Linked DNA regions of Mus musculus: all the other regions are linked to region 4. The links are chromatin contacts, called in public Hi-C and promoter capture Hi-C maps. All regions are on one chromosome and are shown on one strand. The core of a region is the stretch at or near the end of the contact, and the rest is flanking DNA. Distances in the headings are between cores, read along the strand shown. Region 1 holds the start of Gpaa1 (GPI anchor attachment protein 1). Region 2 holds the start of Sharpin (SHANK-associated RH domain interacting protein). Region 3 holds the start of Mirt2 (myocardial infraction associated transcript 2). Region 4 holds the start of Gpt (glutamic pyruvic transaminase, soluble).

Region 1 (4,726 bases), core at 166-2,665, 370 kb before region 4:
CTGCCCAGATATTAGGGTCCGCAAAGACCCCTGGGAGTATGAATCTGCATGCGAATTCAGACTTTCTTCACCCTTAAGCTTGGACCTCAGACTCCTCCAACACACCAGATTTGTGCTGAGAGCCCTGAGCCTCAATTAGGCAGGGTTTTTATACTAGTTTGATCAGGGAGCAGGGGTCTCCTGCCTGTCAGTTGCCTTATTTCGCAAAGTTATCTTTTTTTTTTTCCTGTTTTTTTGAGACAGGGTTTCTCTGTGTAGCCCTGGCTGTCCTGGAACTCACTCTGTAGACCAGGCCTGCCTCTGCCTCCTGAGTGCTGGGATTAAAGGCGTGTGCCACCACCGCCCGGCACAAAGAGGTATCTCGATGCACAGGGTTTGGTCAGTGATGAGCAATTTATCTGTAACCGTTGCAATGGTAGGCACTTTCCCTCTATTTCCCTGATTGGCTCTGGCCCAGGGCAGTTTCTTCTTGGACTTGTCGGTGGTATTTCTATTAACCACAGTTCAAACCGGGGACCAACAAACTCAAGTTGGAATCAGCTTACAAATTGGAGTTTCCCCCTTCGCCTATGTTGGTCACTCAAGTCCTCCAGCTAAGGAGTGTGCCATGCTTACACAGCCCATCAGGGACAGGAGCACAAGGCCGAGGTTGCACTCAGCTGGCTATGGGTGTCCATCATTAAGAGATGACATTATGACGTAACGGCAAAATTAGCTATTCAGAATCAGCCAAATAATTTTATGTTTGAGGATCATCACAACATGAGGAACGGTATTAAAGGTCAGAATGTTAAGAACCACTGGACTAATGTCTTCTTTCCTTGGGCCTTTCCTCCCGCTTACTTTGGGCTCTAGGAGGATAGCCACCTTTTGTTGCTTCTTGGCCATCTATCCTTAGGCCCTTACCCCTGCAACCTTTTAGAGAAACTACCTTCATCGCCACCACCACCCATCTCCTCTGGCCACCAACTCGCCCACTGTGCCAGTGAGCCCACTGTCTTAAGGTTCATGACATCCACAGAAATGATTTAGCGTCGAATCCTCAGTTCACACGGGTCCCTCAAGTCATAGCTACAACACTGTCATTCAGTATCTCACTTCAGCAGGCATCAGTCTTTTCTCGTCGTTCTAGCTCTCTACCCACCTGCGTTACACTCCCGAGAACCTTTAGGCAGGCACACTGTCGCTGCTCTGTCGTGAGATCCGCCAGCGTCCCGCCTTCCAGCTGCTCGCCCGCAGCTTCACAGCCCCAGGTTCCAGTTCCGCCCACTGGCCATGACTGCATCCCGTACTTCTCCAGCCTACCTCAGTTTTGAGCACGCGCAGAGCTGGCGACCTCAGTTGTGAGCATGCGCACAATCTGGTTTCCCAACTCCGTCTGCCGCTACCAAGAGTAGTGGCGCGATGGATCCTGGGACCGGAAATTAAGGCAGCACCGGGCGCCGGGTCCGACAGGAACCCTGCTCTTGGAGGTGTCAAGCTGCCGCGAGAGCAGAGCCCCGCGCCCCGCCATGGGTCTCCTGTCGGACCCGGTGCGCCGGCGCGCGCTCGCCCGCATCGTCTTGCGCCTTAACACACCTCTCTGGTGAGGGCGGGCACAGGGGGCGGGACTGGCGGGAACTTGAGCTGCTGTGGCTCCACACGCGCCTACTGCTCCAGGGTCTGCGACCTCTTTGCAAGTGTCACTCAGACACTGAGCTTAGAGCTCTGGTCCCTATCCATCGCTGATCTAGGGTCTTAGATCTTTTTTCCTTTCCGGAGGCAGGATTTCTCTGTGCAGCCCTGGTTGTCCTGGAACTTATTCTGTAGACCAGACTAGCCTCGAACTCAGATCCGCCTGTACCTGCCTCTGCCCCCTGAATGCTGGGATTAACAGCGTGTGCTGCCACTGCCCGGCTTTGGCTCCGGGTTCTTAATGGCTTGGACCATCCCGCTGGACCCTCTGGGTCATGGTGGAAGCCACGAGCTAGCGTTCCAGGTCGGGCTAATTCCGAGCCCACTCTGTACTCTCTCGCAGTGTGCTGAGCTACGTGGCCGGGATCGCCTGGTTTCTGGCGCTGGCTTTTCCGCCGTTAACCCAGCGCACTTACATGTCTGAGAATGCCATGGGCTCCACCATGGTGGAGGAACAGTTTGTAGGTGGAGACCGCGCTCGGAGCTTTGCCCGGGACTTCGCTGCCCACCGCAAGAAGCCGGGGTGAGTGCCTAGCAGCGGGCTGGGGATTTCAGGGGCGGCCGAGACCAGGGAGCTCTACTTAGAGGCTATCTTTTGTGTCTCCAGGGCTCTGCCAGTAGCCTGGCTGGAACGGTCCATGCGATCCGTAGGGCTGGAGGTCTACACCCAGAGCTTCTCCCGCAAACTACCCTTCCCGGATGAGACCCACGAGCGCTATGTATTGAGGGAAAGGGGTGTGCCTGGGAGAAAAGCACATTGGAAGGGTGGCCTGGGTTGGGTGTCTTGTTGAAGTGCCCTGAAACCAAGAAACTCTGGGAGGGATGGTCTGAAGAACTTTAGTGGTGGGCATTGAAGTGCCAGGAAAAAAGACAGGCTTCAGGCTGTCCGCTGGAGGGTCTGCTGAGGCTTTCCCATCAACTCTTTGTGCAGATGGTGTCAGGTACCAACGTGTATGGCATCCTGCGGGCCCCACGTTCTGCCAGTACCGAGTCCCTGGTGCTTACTGTACCCTGTGGTCCAGATGCCACCAATAGCCAGGCTGTGGGGTTGTTGTTGGCACTTGCTGCCCATTTCCGAGGTGAGGCTCTGGGGCTCTGGTCCGGGAGGATTTGACCAATGCCCCAGGCCCTTTGCTGACCCTGCCTTTGGCTTCCAGGGCAGATTTACTGGGCCAAAGATATCATTTTCCTGGTAACAGACCATGATCTTCTGGGCACCGAGGCTTGGCTCGAAGCCTACCATGACATTAATGTTACAGGTAGGTGTAGCCCTAGTCTTGCTCCCCATCTCTTTCAAAGTAAACCGCGGTCCCTTGTGCCCCCTCTAGTGCTCACTGCTTGCTCCTACAGGCATACAGTCATCTCCCCTGCAGGGCAGGGCTGGAGCCATCCAGGCTGCTGTAGCTCTGGAGCTGAGCAGCGACGTGGTCACCAGCCTCGATGTGACAGTGGAGGGACTCAACGGTCAGCTGCCCAACCTTGATCTGCTCAACCTCTTCCAGACCTTCTGCCAGAAAGGGGGGCTGTTGTGTACACTCCAGGGCAAGGTGGGACCACCCGCTTGGGAGCCTGGGGCTCGTGAGAAGGGGTGAGTCTGTCTGATCCTGTCCCCATGCCTCCAAAGCTGCAGCCCCAGGACTGGACGTCACTCGAAGGGCCGTTGCAGGGTTTGCAGACACTGCTACTCATGGTGCTGCGGCAGGCCTCTGGCCGGCCCCACGGCCCCCACGGCCTTTTTCTGCGCTACGGAGTGGAGGCACTAACCCTACGCGGCATCAATAGCTTCCGCCAATACAAGTATGATTTGGCGACAGTGGGCAAGTAAGTTCTCTGGACCCCTTTCCGTGTTCAAGGTCATGTCTAGCTGGGGTGAGAGGGTGGCTGGCCCTGACCTGACTGTGCTCCTGGCAGGGCTCTGGAGGGCATGTTCCGCAAGCTCAACCACCTCCTGGAGCGCCTGCACCAGTCATTCTTCTTCTACCTGCTGCCGGCCCTCTCCCGCTTTGTCTCCATCGGACTCTACATGCCCGCCACGGGCTTCCTGCTCCTAGTCCTTGGACTCAAGATATCCTCCACCCTCGTGCTCGCTACTCACTTGTGGCCAAACTCACTCAGATCCCTTTAACTATAAAGGGGGGATAGTCCTTCATCCTACATATGGTAGGGATAGGGAAGTGAGCCTAAGATCTCCCACCTAGCAAATCACATCCAATGGCTTGTCTGGGTCCTTGACTTGCTCTATGCTCTGGAGCTGTGGATGCAGTTACACCAGGCTGGAGTCAACCCGGAGGAGGCTGGGAAGGCCCCTAGTCCCGGGACTCCACTCTTGCCAACACAGGTGATGCTATACTCTACTGCTCTTAGGATGGGGGTTTTAACATACCCAGCAGTGCTTTGGTATGCGTCCTTGGGGGTTCTCCTATTCCTCTGGCCTAACTCCAAGTACCCATGTGTCCTGCAGGGTGTGGGCCTGGCCTCACTTACGGCACCCCTGCTGATCTCTCAGGCCATGGGTCTGGCCCTCTATTTCCTGCCTGTGCTGGGCCAACATTTAGCTACTCAGCATTTCCCAGTGGCCGAAGCCGAGGCTGTTGTGTTGACGCTGCTCGCGATTTATGTAGCCGGCCTGGCCCTTCCACACAACACCCACCGGTGAGCAGCTGGGCCGGACAGCTGGAGCTGGGTCCCTGAATACTCAAACGGATTCCCAACTACCCTTGAGTTTCTTTCCTTGTAGAGTGGTCAACTCACAGGTCCCAGACAGGGGCTGGATGGCACTGAAACTAGTGGCCCTCATCTACCTGGCACTGCAGCTGGGTTGCATTGCTCTCCTCAATTTCTCCCTGGGCTTCCTGCTGGCTGCCACCATGGTCCCTGCTGCTGCACTCGCCAAGCCCCATGGGCCCCGGTACGTGCTGGTCAGCCTCTTCTCCACCGGTACCTTTGCCCCTTACCGGATGGCTAGCCCTCATTTATTCACTTGCTGGCATCCTCCATGGTGCGTACTTAAATGTTGCCCTTCTCCCCAGGACACTGTATGCTGCCCTGCTGG
Region 2 (5,158 bases), core at 1,759-4,258, 350 kb before region 4:
GGAACCAGGCCTCCATGAGCTGGACATTGAGAGCCACATGATGCTGCGCCAGGACTGCTGCCACTTGGGCCGCTGCTTTCTCATCCCCACCTGCAATGGCCTGGGACAGGCGTGTAGCCAGCTCTTCTAAAGGGAGAAAAGACAGCTATCACAACTAGACACCAGCCACAAACCCCCAACTCCTTCCAATCTGTCTTACCTTTTTTGAAGTTTCCAGAACTTTGAGGAAGATCCACCTCAGGTTGGGTTGCTTTAGGTATTTGAGCCATAGAAGAACATGGTGGAGAAATGGGGCACATTGCTGGGGCTGGGGCTGGGGCTGGGCTGCCACTGCCTAAGAGGAAAGATGTGGATTAGGCTAGTGGTATCCAATCTCAGGTTTTTAGAACCTTGGCCTTCTCTGCCTCATCCTACTATCCTTAGGCCATAATTCAGGCTAATCTTCCTCTCCCAGCCTTGGCCCTCAAAACAAAAACAACTCTCAGTTGGAGAGAAATAGGGCTTTTTTGTGTAGCATGGGTGTTCTGGAACTCACTGTAGACCAGGCTGGCCTCGAACTCAAAGATCCCTGCCTCCTGAGTTGCAGGGATTAAAAGCATGCACCACCACTGCCTGGCTTAAAGTGCTTTTCATACAGACATAGACCTGAGAGTTCAAATTCCCCAAACCATATAAAGCCAAGCATGGAAGTATAGATCTGTAATCCCAGTGTTCATATGGTGAGTGAGTTGGGGGTAGAGGCAAGAGAAATGAAACTCCCCAACAAGGTGGAAAATGAGGACTGACACTCGAGGTTGTCCCAGGATTGCTCTCTGACTTCTTTATGTGCTATGTACATGTATGCCTCTATACAAATACATGCGCACCACAAATACAGACAGACACACACTCACGTGTGTGCACACACACAGGAAAAAAGAAAAAAAGTAGTCCCCAGTTGGATGGTACACATCTATAACACCAACACTCCGGGAGAACAGGTAAGAGGGTCACTGACAGTTCAAAACCAACTTGAGCTACACAGTGAATTTGAGATCAACCTGGAATTCACATTGAGACCTTGTCACAAAGAACAGTATTAAGGGTTGGGTACACACATCTGGCAAATGAACGACAAGAGAAAGTCTCTCTTTCAATGCTAAGGTACCCAGGTCTCATGTCAGGCTCAGGGCTTCCTCCGGTGTTTGTGGGCTTTCCTACCTCTTACCAGGGCACTATCTACATCAGTGGTTCTCAACTTGTGGGTTTCAATGCTTTGGGAGTGGAATGACCCTTTCACAGGGGTCACCTAAGACCACTGGAAAACATACTTACACATTACAATTTATAACAGCGGCAAAATTACAGTTATTAAAGTAGCAATGAAAATAAATGTATGGCTGGGGGCCATACTGTATTAAAACTATATTAAAAGGTTGAAGCATTAGGAAGGTTGTGAACCACTGGTCTACATCCAAGGCCCTCTTTTCTCTATGCTTCTCCTGGTGACTTTGGGTGACTTCTCCAACTCCCAGTCTTTACCTCTCCAGAGTCCCAGCCATGTCCATGCTTTTCCAAGCAGGCACTGGATATAAGCCTCATACTAAGTGGTTCTTCTAGCTCAGTCATAATCACTAACTCTTCCATTTGAACAACCACAAGACCTATCAATTCCATCTCCTAAGATCCTCTGGCCTCCTTTAGCCTTGTCTACACTGTGGAGTTTCTATCTTTAAGTCTCTGTTGTTTTTCCACTGAATACAATCCCATTTTCCTTAAACTCTTAGTCCTGCAGCAATGCTTGCTCTTCTTTTTCTTACTTGTCTGGTACTGGGGTCAGCTCTTGAACCTCTTATTTCTCCACTTCCTTCCTCTTGGAAGCCTTCCTAGGTGCCCAGCTTTTCCATCACTACCCCCAACCTCGACCAGGTGGCCCGGACATATTCAAATAAGCATTTATTTCACAACACTGACCATTTTGTCCTTCTGCGGTGGCATCTCGCACCAGTGCTGCCCACTGCTGTGCTTCCTCGGGGTCGAGGAAGTGCACGCTGAAGGTTCCAGGACCTCCAGGGGGAGGCTGCAGCTCGTGTTGGTTAGGCCCACGGACGGTGTAACAAATAGCCTCCAAGGGCCATTCTAAACTGACCTGAACAGGGAAGAGTACTCGGTCGGTGGTTCCTCTTCGTTACCCACACGAATGTGAAAGGAAAAGGAACGAGGTAATCTTTACGGCTCTGAACTTTTCTCGCCTGTTATCTTACCAATTCCTCACAAGATTTGTAAATTAGGTATCAGCATTATTCCCACTTTTACAGGCAATCAAGAAAAATAACTGCTTAAGGACTGTCGTCAAGGTAATCGAAAGAAAGTTGATTCCAGAATCGGGCCCACACTCACCGCCCCAGGCTCGGTGCCTAACAGTCCTAGCCGGAAGCGTCCAGGCCGCTCAGGGTCCGCTATCAATTGCAGCTTCCGCGGCTGCGCTTCGGCATCCTGTCCAGCGCCCAGGGGCCTGACCGCCGCGTGCACTGCCAGGAGCACCACAGGTGAGGCAGGGTCTGCAGCCACTGCCGCACCGCCGGCGGGCGGCGACATTTCTGATCCGGCGGAGTCCTGACTCTCCGAGAGTGCTTCCGTGATAGAGAACTGTCGAGTACTTCCGCCGGCCAGAAACTCGGACTGTGAGCCTCGGTTCCGGATGCCCCAGAGCTTGGAGAACAAGAAGGACCCGATGCTGCGCACTACCAGAGCCTGATGGCTCGCTAAGCGATAGGAATGGTCCCAGATCTCCAGGCACGGTCCGGCCAAGCTAGTCACCTTTCAGCAGGACCCGAGACAGTGTCACAGACCGGTCACCGGTCACAAAAAGAAGGCAAGGATGAACTTTTCTTAAAGGTTCGAACGAACGACAGCTGCTGCCCTACACAAGACAATACCAGTTCCCGGAAGGAACCAGGCACCAATGCACACAAACACACATAAGCACAGCAGAGGCTCTTCGTAACCGTGGACCACTCTAGGAAGAGGGTTGGCTCCTGGGGGCGGGGCGGGCATGGTTCTAACCAATCAACACCAAGAGGGGAGGCGGGTTCGTTAGCGAGTGCGAGACAGACAAGCTATGCAGCCAGTAGAAGTGGAAGGTGAAGCCGAGTGGCGGAGGAGTCCACCAATAAGGTTTCTCGTGGTCTGGCCCTGTGGTTAAAGTGGACCATTCAGAGGAGTGGGGTTGGGCCCGTCGGACGCTTGTTGTTGTCGGGTCGGGGGAGGCGGAGGTCGCTGTTTCGTTCTCTGGCTGGTACGATCTCGGCGGTCCGCGGCAGGTTGGTCGCGAAAGCGGGCGTTGCAGGGGGGCGAGGCTATGTCGCGGCTGCAGCCCGTATGGGCCGGCAGGGCCTGGAGTAACGGGACGTCGCCGCGAAGCTTCTTCCCCCGGATACAGTGCGGCCCGAGTGGAGGCCGCGGCGCCGCCCTCCAGTCCTGAGGAACCCGCGCTGCGCAAAGCCCGCGCCGCCGTCACCTCGGCACCGACACTAAACAACCCGTCTACCCTGGCTTGATCTAGCCCAATTCTGGCAGGTGGGTGTCCGCCTTGTGCGCCAAGCGGTCCGGGCTTGCGGGAACCACAGTCCCCGGCGGGCCTCGCGCTGCTGCAGTGCCTCATGGGACTTGTAGTTCTTATGCTGCTTGGGGCTGGAGCGCCTCTCTTGGTGCACTGCCTCCTGGGGCTTGTAGTTTCCCGCTACGAATCTGCTGGTACCTCTAGGCTTGCAGGGCAGCAATGCCAGGAGACCACTGGCCTGCGCCAGCAGAGGTGGTGTGTCTGCCCATCCTACACACTTCGACGTACGAAGTACGAATTAGGCATACTTGCAAATAGAATTGAAGAATTCATGGGTTTCCTCCTCTTGACAGGAAGCAGTGAAGCAACCCATAGAACCCGGGAGGAGCACCCATACAGGTGACCCTCAAGGCTTGAAACCCCAGATGCCCCGTTCCGAACCGGATAGCAGGTTCTTATTGAGGACCTTACAACAGTCTGAGGATGCCTGCAGAATGTCAATGGAGTAGGAATGTCGAGAGTGGGTGGGGCCCCCAGCCAGCCCCAGTATATAGTACTTGAGATTGAGGTAGAACCTGGACATGCCATGCTCATGCATAGGATCATCTCCCTGTCAGCCAGTGCTGAGTTCTCAGGGGCAGGTAAGGTGAGGAAGATGAGCTCCATGGTGGACTCAAGGTTAGCTCGAGCTGCAAACAGTACTCTGCTAGTGGGTGGAAAGGCTGAAAGTGGAGCCCTTTGGAGCTAGGTAGCCATGCTGGCTTCCCACATTCCCAGGTAGTGCTGCCCTAATCCCACTGGCACAAGAATCTCCCTTCCCAAAGGACATGAAGCTATTGGAGAACTCCAGCTTTGAGGCCATCAACTCACAGTTGACAGTGGAGACTGGAGATGCCCATATTATTGGCAGGTGAGGCTGGAGGCTCTGGGGATCAATCTGTCAGAGATCACTATCGTGGGCCTCGGGGTTAGCATGCTTCATGACTCTGCCTGCGTTCTTTAGGATTGAAAGCTACTCGTGTAAGATGGCGGGAGATGATAAACATATGTTCAAGCAGTTCTGCCAGGAGGGCCAGCCCCATGTGTTGGAGGCACTGTCCCCACCCCAAACTTCAGGCCTCAGTCCCAGCAGGTAAGCTGAGGTGGAGACTACCTTCTGGGGTATGTGGGACAGTGGGCAAGGCTGACATTTTTCTCTGTTCAGACTGAGCAAGAGCCAGGGTGGTGAGGATGAGAGTCCTCTGAGCGACAAGTGCAGCCGCAAGACCCTCTTCTATCTGATTGCCACCCTCAATGAGTCCTTCCGGCCAGACTATGACTTCAGCACAGCCAGAAGTCATGAATTCAGCCGAGAGCCAAGCCTCCGCTGGGTAAGGATGAACAGAAGGGCCCCAAGCCATGTGGTCCTTCTCATTGCCATCCCCACTTGGTGTGGGTTCTTGGGCTCTCCCTGCTGCCCTGGACCCTTGTCACCCCTGACTGTCACCTCCTGTAGGTGGTAAATGCAGTCAACTGCAGCCTGTTTTCAGCTGTTCGTGAAGACTTCAAGGCCCTGAAGCCACAGCTGTGGAATGCAGTGGATGAGGAGATCTGCTTAGCTGAGTGTGACATCTACAG
Region 3 (4,519 bases), core at 1,411-3,910, 430 kb before region 4:
CTGGCTCCGGGTCTTGTTTGGAAGTCCTAGCAGAGGAACACAGCTACTTGTGTATCTTCACTTGAACACTGCTCCCCCGGGAGAGAGTTGTCTTCTACCAAGTGGACAGCTTCAGGAGGGACATACAGGGAACAGTGAGGGAGGAATGGGATACTTGCTTGGCCAGCCAGATAAGCCAAGTCAACGTAACCCTGGCCAGTCGTAGAGAAACAGCGAGCGCTGCTGGATCACCGTCACGTCTTCATTTTAGATTCTTGAGAGAATGAAACTCCAGAAGATTCCAGGACCCAAGGAGCAGAGATCAGGTGCAAAGGAAGAGTCACTACAGGTAGGAGAAAAGGAACCCATGCCAGAAATGGAAACTACTGAGCTGGGGGAGCCTGGTGCTTGGCTAAAGGAGACTCTCAGCCAGTCGCTAGGGAAGGAATGAAGCCAGAAGAAATTATGGCATGCTAATGTCAAAAGGAAAGAGCACCCTGCCCAGGAAGGCAGAATAATGAATATTCATTGATGAGTATCCAGTCAACAAATACCCTGGCCAAGCTGCACCCCTTGTTGTAGTCTGGAGGGAAGACACCTACACTCACTGAACATCCTGTGGAAAGCCGATGAGGGGGCCAATTGTACAGACAAAGGCAAGTGATGTGGTATAGGATTTATCTGAAGGGAAAGTCCAGGGGCAGCAACTAGCTTGAAGTAGGGTAAAGACAACAGCCGAAGAGGCAACCGTGAAATTATAATTGGCCAGACCTTGTCAAGACATTGCAGGCTGAGGTAAGGCAACACATGGGCCTAGAGGCCCAGAGAGCAGAGCCTGTTAGAGCAGAGGGCAAAGAGGAGGGCATAGGCTCTGACCTCACAATACCCAGAGCCTACTAGACCAGGCTTGCAGACTCTGGTGGCCTTTTCCAGCCCGGGCAAGGCCCCGGGCCCTGGGCAGCCTCCAGGTGCAGTGCCCTCTCTTGGGCTGCACCCTCTCCCCTTCCCTGGGGCATGTCTCTACTTACAAGTTACGAGGGGCTTCGGCATCAGATAGAGAGGCTGGTGCGGGAAAATGAGGAACTGAAGAAGCTGGTACGGCTCATTCGGGAGAATCAGGAGCTCAAGTCTGCGATCAAGACTCAGGCAGGTGGCCTCTGCATCAGCGGGTTCACCGGAGGGCTTGGTGAGGCAGCGGCAGGCCCTCCCCAACATCAGGGTAACTATAAGAGGCCTGGGTATAAGGACAGCGGGGAGGGAAGGATGGAGGAGCTGCACAGAGGAAGGAAGAGCCAGGATGCTGGGGTCTGAAGAAATTGTGGAGAAAGGGCTTAGATAGTAACAAACAAACAGAGGACATTGGCCTCAACAGACAGAGGCAGGATGAGAACATAGGACCATTGGATGAAAGGCCAACCTAGGCCCCATAATATCTCCCCATAGGAGCTTCCTACCTACATTCCCTTCAACCTAACTTCCAAGCAGCATCAGCATCTAAAACCTGCCCAGCTCTGGAATCCAAATCTTCTCCCCGCCAAGTCCAATAGGCTACCAACCCCCACCCCACCCACCTACTCCCAGTCTCCACATCCCTGTCTTCCCTTGTCTTCCGCCTTTTCCAGTTCCCACCATCAGCACAGGCTCATTCTCTCCATTTTGTGACAGCCAGAAGGAAGCTGAGGGGGAGAAGCCAGGATCTAAAGTTGAGATGTAGGGTTTGTTAGCGTGTGATAGAAGCCCTGGGGCTAGAGCTATCCAGAGCAGGATGAGAGAAGAGAATCCAGCGGGGTTGCAAGCGTTCACGGGAATGCAGTTGAACTGTTGACCCTCACTGAGCCCAGGGATAGGGATGGGGTTAGAGGGAGGTGGCATTCAGACACCAAGGGATGACAGAGGCTACAAGGCTGAGTATAGCAATAGGAAGGGAGTGCTGAAAAGGCAGGAAGCTGGGTGCAAAGAGTGGTCCAGGGGGAGAGCTTCTGAGAGTAGCAAGCTCCCAGGGCGTGACTGTAGATGCTACAGCTGATACAGATTCTACGTGTACCCAGAAGAGGAAACACTAGTAGTAGTAATAATATCCATGTCCCTCCCTATACAAGCCTTCCTGTCCTAGAGGCTGTGTTCTTTCCTGTCCATGATTTTCCGTGAGTGCTTACTGCCTATCCACCCCTACAGCGACCCGCCCTCAGTCACAGACCATCTTACCCTCCCGGCCTGCCCTTCTCCCTCTGTTCCCGAGGAGCCATGACATCTCTCTTATCTAAGAGGAGGACTTTGCTCTGCCTGTTTAGACCTTCTACAATCTGGCAGTGGACCCCCCAACAAAGCTGTTCTGGAAAGGTTATGAATACCATCCTAAGTGCCTTCTCCACCTCTGCGCGGCATTTGGGAATAATAACCCTCCCTGAGTCTCTCTCTTCCTGAGCTCCCAAAGCCAAGTTGGTTATTTACATCCTGACTCACAGCAATCACTGCAACTCCTGGGCTCAGGCTTCAGGCTTCAAGCCCTGCCCCTCCACCCTCGGGCAATCCACCTACTGCAGCCCTCAGAGTGAGTGCGAGAGAGCACTCTGAGTGAAAATAGCTTCTAAGGATCCTGAAGACCTAATTAATCCCTGGAAATAGTCTCACCAGGGGTTGGGGATGGAGCGCAGTTGGTAGGGTTGCTTGCTTAGCACGAATGGAGCCCTGGGTTTGATCTCTAACCGTAAAACTGGGCGCAATTGCACAAGCCAGAAGCAAGACGATCAGATATGCAAAGTCATTCTCACTACACAGTGATGTGAAGACCGGCCTGATTACACAAGACACTGTCTCAAAAAGAAAAGAAAAGACAGCAGTTAATCCCTAACTAGACTAACTTCTGGTTGAGAACTTGAACCCTTGTACTAAGAGGTTGAAGTCCTTCCGGGCAGTATCCATTCCTCGCCTGCTCCTCTCTGGCTGGATTTCCTACCAGTACGCCTGGCTGTAGCGGGCATGCTACACAGCCCTAGCAATGCTCATAAGCACCGGTGCAACTCCATTTTTAAATGTCGTGTCATTAATAACTGCGATAACAGGCAGGATGAAAACAAGAACCAACAAAAAAAGTGGGGTGGTGGTGACACATGCCTTTAATCCCAACAGAAGATCTCTGAGTTCAAGGCCACCTTGGTCTACGGAGGAGCTCTGGGACAGCCAGGGCTACACAAAGAAACCTTGTCATCCCCACTCCTCCCCTCAAAAAAACAAAACAAAACAACAACAACAAAAAAAACACCACCACCACCACCACACACCACCACCACCAACAACCACCAGTCAGGGTGACAAAAATAATATGCATTGAAGAGGTATAACATTTAAGAAGTTCGATAGGCTAACAAGCTAGATATCAGCTTCCTACTTCAGGCCTTAGATTTTACTCCTTTTTAATTCATCATGTAAGTATGTATTTGTGTATGAATTTGTATTGAGGGCATGTGCATGCCATGATACATGTGTCAGTCAGATACATGTGCTGGGCCTTGTCTTCATCTTGTTAGAGTCAGGGTTGCTCTTGTTTCTGCCACTGCACTGTATACTCTAGGCTACCCAGTCTGTGGCTTATGGGGGATGCCCTAGGTTCTGCTTTTGATAGACACATGCCACCACGTCTGGCTTTTACATAGGTTTCCATGACTCAAATCAGGTCTCCATGCTTGCATTAAGTGTTTCTGTGCGTTGAGCCATCTCCCTCGCCCTTGTGATTTTGAAACAGGATCTTACTATATAGCCTAGCCTGGTCTTGAAATCAATATGTAGCCCAAGTTGGCCTCTAAGTGGGTATCTCTCTATGTCAGCCTCCAGAGTACAGACTGCATGCAACCATATCTGGCTTTTAGGTTTATTTTTTAAATTCTTGGGCCTGGAGAAATGGTTCAGTAGTTAAGAGCCTTGTGCTCTTGCAGAGGACCTGGGTTTGATTTCCAGCACCCACATGGCAGCTTACAACCATCTGTAACTCCAATCCCTGACACTATTTTCTGGAATCCTTAGGTACCAGGCACATGTCATGCATAGACATACTTGCAGACAAAATACTCATACACATAAAATAAATAAGAAAAGCAGGGTGATGGTAGTGACGCCTTTAATCCCAGCACTTGGGAGGCAGAGGCAGGTGGAGTTCTGAGTTCGAGGCCAGCCTGGTCTACAAAGTGAGTTCCAGGACAGCCAGAGCTAAAGAAAGAAAGAAAGAGAGAGAAAGAAAGAGAGAGAGAAGAAAGAAAGCAAGCCTTGGACTATTTCAGATCTTTATAGAGGAGTTCAGACAGCTGGCAATGAAGGCAGAAAGCAACATTCTAAGGAGAAAGTGTGGTATAGACAAAGATCTGACCCTAGTGTTGCGGGAGCCAGAACTAGACAAAAGCATAAGAGTACATGTGGGCACCCAAGTGTCCGAAATGATGAGAGGATGTGGGTACATAGTGTTGGTGTATGCAACTAAAGTACATGATGTGCATGTGAGCACATATGTGTGTGAATATGTGTGGAGAACATACACATAAGTTTGTGA
Region 4 (4,904 bases), core at 923-3,422:
CTGGGACCTCCCAGCCTGACTGTGGCTTCAGCACAATTGGGGACCCGCCCCTGCTCAAGCTCACTGCTCCCTCGGAGGAGGCGTCTGTGGAGAAGAGGCCGTGTTGCTTGCTCATGTGAAATGTGATTCCTCAGTATGGCAGGGTTCAACCCCATGCCCAGCCGGAGGCTTCCTCACGATCTCTGGCCTGGTGACCCACTTAGCACATACCCCTGTGCTGTGGGGGAGCCGGCACAGAGCCCCATCCCCCTCCCAGCCCAGGACACTGGCCACCTTGCTCAGGGATGGACTATGCAGAGCTCTACCTATGGGCCTCAGGCCACAGTCTGTTTATTGTGACTCTTGATAAAGGCTGTTTGCCACGGAGCCTTCCCATGTGTCTCACTGGTTAGGAGCCACCCATGCCCAGGAGCACCCAAACCTGTAGATAGGTGCATGCTCGGGCTTGCAGGTAGCAGCCCCAGCCTTTGTGGGAGAAAGGCTCAAGGCCATAGGCAAGAAGCCCAGCCTTAACTTCCACCTCTCCTAGTTGGTTCAGCTTCTTGGAGGCTCTTCTGTAACCCTTTGCTTTCCTGAAAGCAGTAGGACACTTTGGAAAAAACTCTTCATGGGTGATGGAGTGGGTGGCCATGCAGAGGGACAGGAACGCTGGCTGGAAGGGAGACAGTGTTTTCCACAGGACTGGGCCAGAGCCAGCAGCGTGAAACAGGCAGAAGACTGGCATTAGTTAGGTGCTTCCCAGGGTCATGGTCTCAGTTTCTGGCATGAAGCCCTGATCCTGGGGCATGTCTGCCAGCTTCCGCCTGTGCTGGTATAGGTGACAAGCAGTTGGCCACTTGGGCTGTGCTGGCTAGGGACAGTGTATCAGAATGAGAGGGGCCCTTTAGGGGCCTCAAGCTAGAGGGAAGAAGGCAATTCTAGATCATGACCGTTGCATTTGTATTTGCATGGCCATCTCTACGAGGTCACATGGGCACTGACCTGGTCAGCCTGGTGTCCATCCTCAGGGCCTGTCCTTCCTCTAGCACCTGTGGTTGGAGGGTTAGTGTCCTTGGAAGGGCTTGGGGGAGGGTTGGTGATGACTGCTGGTTAAATTTAGAGTAGGGCTGTGCCGCCGCTGCCTGAAGTCCACCTGCTACCACTCCTACTTGGGCCCTGCTAGTAAGAGGCAGGCAGTGGCAGGTTCTGCCAGGGCCAAGCCTATATTAATCTGTGGTGTGTCCTGAGGGCCAGAGAAAGGCCACTGAGCTGGGAGGCTACTGTGGCATCAGAGCCAAGAGATCAGAGGTGAGTGTGTCCCCACTCCAGGGCCTCCAGGGACAGAGGGATTAAGGCTCACCTCATGCCTTCCTAGCTGCCTGCTGCCCAGCTTAGAAGTCATTCTCCCCAGCCCTTAGCCTGAGCCATGATGGGTCCAAGGGCTTAGATGACCAGGTGTTGAGCAAGTCTATAAGCTTTCTAGAAGGCCAGTGGGAGTGGGGTACTGTGGGCCTATCAGAGCTCACTTCCTGTTCTCTCTACCAATCAGGAGCAGCAGGGAAGGGGACTTAGTTACCCTTGGCCTGGGTTGTCGACCTAAGGGCACCCTCAAGCTGATGTGTATTGAAAGGGCATGAGGGCAGTCCAGGGTGAGGTGTGTCCAGAACTAGCTGTCCCGTCTCCAGTCTCTTCCCCTCCCCCTAAACCCTTGCAGTGGCTCATCAGAGACCAAGGTCCAAGCATAGCACTCTGTCAGTCCCCATGGAACCCAGAGACTACACATCTTTCTCCCTTCCCCCAGTGCTCCCCAGATTCCCAAGGCCTGGCTTAGTTACCTAGGAGACAAGTCCACTTGCTTAAAGTAAAGATGGAGTGTGTATCAGGTCTGAGGCCTAGGCTTCAGCTGGGCCTTGCTAGGGTAAATCTCCAGTAGTCCCTGGTTCTGTTCTTAATAGGCTGAGATGCTCAGTGCTCTCTTCTCCCAGTTTCCAGTGTGTCAAGTATTGAACCATCCGTCTGTCCCTACTCCCCAAGTGGGTCTCTTGCTCCCTCGTGGGGACACTAGGCGGCACTGGGCCTCGCCCCAAGCCCCGCCTGCTGCCTTACCAACTCCCTCTGGCACCCTGGGGCAGATCTGTGCCCAGCCTGATGGGGCGGGGCCCAGGGTGCTCCAGTTCCTTCAGCCTTTTCTGCCCCTTTCAGTAGGGCCAGAAGGCTGCCGTGGAGAGGGTGGTGCCTTACCTCACGCAGACTCCCCATTCCCAGCCCTGCTCCCCAACTGGACCCTTCTTCTTGAGCCAGCATTCTTGCCTGCTTTGAGCAGCCATGGCCTCACAAAGGAATGACCGGATCCAGGCTTCAAGGAATGGACTGAAGGGGAAGGTGCTAACTCTGGATACCATGAACCCATGTGTGCGGAGGGTGGAGTATGCAGTCCGAGGCCCCATCGTGCAACGTGCCTTGGAGCTGGAGCAGGAGCTGCGCCAGGTATTGCCTTGGGCCACTTACTGCCCTTCTGCTAAACTTGGGCTGCTGAGCTCGTCCCCAGCACAGTGGAATGTGGGACAAAGGCAGTAGAGTAGGGTGGTGGTGTTCAATCTCCCTGCCCGCTTCCTTTCTTTCCCAGGGTGTGAAGAAGCCTTTTACTGAGGTTATCCGTGCCAATATTGGGGATGCACAAGCCATGGGGCAGAGACCCATCACCTTCTTCCGCCAGGTTAGGCTGCTGTACTACCTGTGGTTACTCCTCCTTCCCCAGCTGCTCTGGACTCAGTACTTGGTTCTTCCAGGTCCTGGCCCTCTGTGTCTACCCCAATCTTCTGAGCAGTCCGGACTTCCCAGAGGATGCCAAGAGAAGGGCAGAACGCATCTTGCAGGCATGCGGGGGCCACAGCCTGGGTGAGTGCGAGCTCTAGGTGGAGCCCAAGCCTTAAGGAGAGGCAGAGAGGGACGAGTCCCTTGGGAAGATTACAGGACTTGGCCCACCTCATTTAGCTTGTCCCCTTTCAGGTGCCTATAGCATTAGCTCTGGAATCCAGCCGATTCGGGAGGATGTGGCGCAATATATTGAGAGGAGAGACGGAGGCATCCCTGCAGACCCGAACAACATATTTCTGTCCACAGGGGCCAGCGATGCCATCGTGGTAGGGTAGCCCAGGGCAGGGCAGGTCAAATCGGAGTAGCCCTATGTGTGAGGCTAGATGGGGCTGAGTCTGGTGCAGCAGCGTCAGCACAGGGCGGTGGTGGGGGCGGGGTGGGGTGTACAACTCTGGTTGCACTAACGCTGGGCTCCCTATCCGGCCTACAGACCATGCTCAAGCTGCTGGTAGCCGGCGAGGGCCGTGCGCGAACCGGTGTACTCATTCCCATTCCTCAGTACCCACTGTACTCAGCTGCGCTGGCTGAGCTGGACGCCGTGCAAGTGGACTACTACCTGGACGAAGAGCGCGCCTGGGCTCTTGACATCGCTGAGCTGCGGCGCGCTCTGTGCCAGGCACGTGACCGCTGCTGCCCTCGAGTACTATGCGTCATCAACCCCGGCAACCCCACGGGTAAACCTATCAGCTCCGCCCCCTGCAGTTTCACTCTTTTTACCCCCCCCCCCCCGCTAGCTCCGCCTCACTGGGCTCCTCCTTCCAGCCCCGCCTCTTCCTCCAGAACCTGCCCTTGCTCTCCAACCCCAAGCGCCTGGGCTGAGCACTCTTGGGCTTGGTTCTCTGTTGCCCGCGGGCGGCTGACTTTCCAGTCAGTGATGCATCTTCACACTCCAGGGCAGGTGCAGACCCGTGAATGCATCGAGGCCGTAATCCGCTTTGCTTTCGAAGAGGGACTCTTCCTGATGGCTGATGAGGTACACACAGGGGCACACAGAGTGGTGAGCAGCAGCTCAGCCCCCAGCCTGAATGACACTGCCACCCCTACAGGTATACCAAGACAATGTATATGCTGAGGGCTCTCAGTTCCATTCATTCAAGAAGGTGCTCACGGAGATGGGGCCACCATATGCCACGCAGCAGGAGCTCGCGTCTTTCCACTCAGTCTCTAAGGGCTACATGGGCGAGTGCGTACAGGCTCAGGTGGTGGTGGTGGTGGTGAAGCGGGGAGGGCTAGAGGACTCTCAGTCACTGCCACGGTGGCGCACCCTCTTCCCAGACCAGCCTCAACTCATGCTCTCCTGGGCAGGTGCGGGTTTCGTGGTGGCTATGTGGAAGTGGTAAACATGGATGCCGAGGTGCAGAAACAGATGGCGAAACTGATGAGCGTGCGGTTGTGTCCACCAGTGCCGGGCCAGGCTTTGATGGGCATGGTGGTCAGTCCGCCAACCCCCTCGGAGCCGTCCTTCAAGCAGTTTCAAGCAGTGAGCAGACCAGACCAGGCCAAAGATACCTGGTGATCCGGCTTTGGGTGGGACTATAGAGGGACACGTTGAAACCCTCTTCCATGATTCCCTCCTGTGACTGCAGGAGAGGCAGGAGGTGCTGGCTGAACTGGCAGCCAAGGCTAAACTCACGGAGCAGGTCTTCAACGAGGCCCCCGGGATCCGCTGCAACCCGGTGCAGGGCGCTATGTATTCCTTCCCTCAAATTCAGCTGCCTTTGAAAGCAGTGCAGCGTGCGCAGGTGGGGCATGCAGGGCTACATGGGGGCCGAGCAGGGTGTGGGCCTGGCGCCAGGCTGTGAGCTGACCACCCTCCTGACCCCCAGGACCTGGGCCTGGCCCCTGACATGTTCTTCTGTCTGTGCCTCCTGGAAGAGACTGGCATCTGCGTTGTGCCTGGGAGTGGCTTTGGGCAGCAGGAGGGCACCTATCATTTCCGGTGAGACCCGGGATGGGTTGACCCTGCCACTAATGGACCTGTACTTCACGCTGACCATTTGTCCTTTTCAGGATGACCATTCTGCCCCCCATGGAGAAACTGCGGGTGC

The links. Hi-C and Micro-C count contacts between places; a contact is called where the count stands out from the background. Capture Hi-C pulls out chosen DNA fragments and counts their contacts.
Region 1: a contact with region 4 is called in a promoter capture Hi-C map of pancreatic islet. The contact joins the promoter of Gpaa1 here to the promoter of Gpt in region 4. A contact is called at or near these places in 2 of 39 promoter capture datasets (erythroid cells and pre-B cells), 1 of 484 Hi-C or Micro-C datasets (B cells), 1 of 115 datasets of contacts at active chromatin or transcription factors (pancreatic cancer cells) and 2 of 9 other capture datasets (liver and pancreatic islet).
Region 2: a promoter capture Hi-C map of pancreatic islet shows a contact between it and region 4. The contact joins the promoter of Sharpin here to the promoter of Gpt in region 4. A contact is called at or near these places in 2 of 39 promoter capture datasets (embryonic stem cells and pre-B cells), 5 of 484 Hi-C or Micro-C datasets (B cells, embryonic stem cells, granulocyte-monocyte progenitors and 2 more), 2 of 115 datasets of contacts at active chromatin or transcription factors (the SCID.adh cell line and pancreatic cancer cells) and 3 of 9 other capture datasets (adipose tissue, liver and pancreatic islet).
Region 3: a contact with region 4 is called in a Hi-C map of liver, with 4 times the contacts expected there. The contact joins the promoter of Mirt2 here to the promoter of Gpt in region 4.

What each region holds. Positions count from the first base shown.
Region 1 is chr15:76,329,879-76,334,604 of GRCm38.p6, forward strand. It overlaps Gpaa1 (GPI anchor attachment protein 1), which reads left to right and starts at 1,416. Exons shown (of 12, transcript NM_010331.2): 1 at 1,416-1,585; 2 at 2,018-2,197; 3 at 2,282-2,393; 4 at 2,606-2,753; 5 at 2,832-2,933; 6 at 3,025-3,221; 7 at 3,299-3,495; 8 at 3,586-3,739; 9 at 3,917-4,012; 10 at 4,136-4,326; 11 at 4,412-4,582; 12 at 4,704-4,726. The coding sequence starts at 1,512. Exosc4 (exosome component 4) reads left to right here. Exons shown (of 3, transcript NM_175399.4): 3 at 1-792. It also overlaps a transcript of Oplah not described here.
Region 2 is chr15:76,348,102-76,353,259 of GRCm38.p6, forward strand. It overlaps Sharpin (SHANK-associated RH domain interacting protein), which reads right to left and starts at 3,009. Exons shown (of 9, transcript NM_025340.2): 1 at 2,380-3,009; 2 at 1,954-2,128; 3 at 200-334; 4 at 1-126. The coding sequence starts at 2,577. It overlaps Maf1 (MAF1 homolog, negative regulator of RNA polymerase III), which reads left to right and starts at 3,193. Exons shown (of 8, transcript NM_026859.3): 1 at 3,193-3,558; 2 at 4,319-4,451; 3 at 4,545-4,673; 4 at 4,746-4,911; 5 at 5,037-5,158. The coding sequence starts at 4,369.
Region 3 is chr15:76,267,179-76,271,697 of GRCm38.p6, forward strand. It overlaps Mirt2 (myocardial infraction associated transcript 2), which reads right to left and starts at 2,661. Exons shown (of 3, transcript NR_045747.1): 1 at 2,611-2,661; 2 at 1,008-1,213; 3 at 1-322. Spatc1 (spermatogenesis and centriole associated 1) reads left to right here and starts at 911. Exons shown (of 5, transcript NM_028852.1): 1 at 911-1,198. The coding sequence starts at 994.
Region 4 is chr15:76,694,554-76,699,457 of GRCm38.p6, forward strand. Gpt (glutamic pyruvic transaminase, soluble) reads left to right here and starts at 2,173. Exons shown (of 11, transcript NM_182805.3): 1 at 2,173-2,466; 2 at 2,606-2,695; 3 at 2,769-2,877; 4 at 2,989-3,122; 5 at 3,287-3,530; 6 at 3,750-3,829; 7 at 3,903-4,039; 8 at 4,162-4,336; 9 at 4,443-4,598; 10 at 4,683-4,795; 11 at 4,867-4,904. The coding sequence starts at 2,305. Ppp1r16a (protein phosphatase 1, regulatory subunit 16A) reads left to right here. Exons shown (of 12, transcript NM_001358933.1): 12 at 1-366. The coding sequence ends at 119.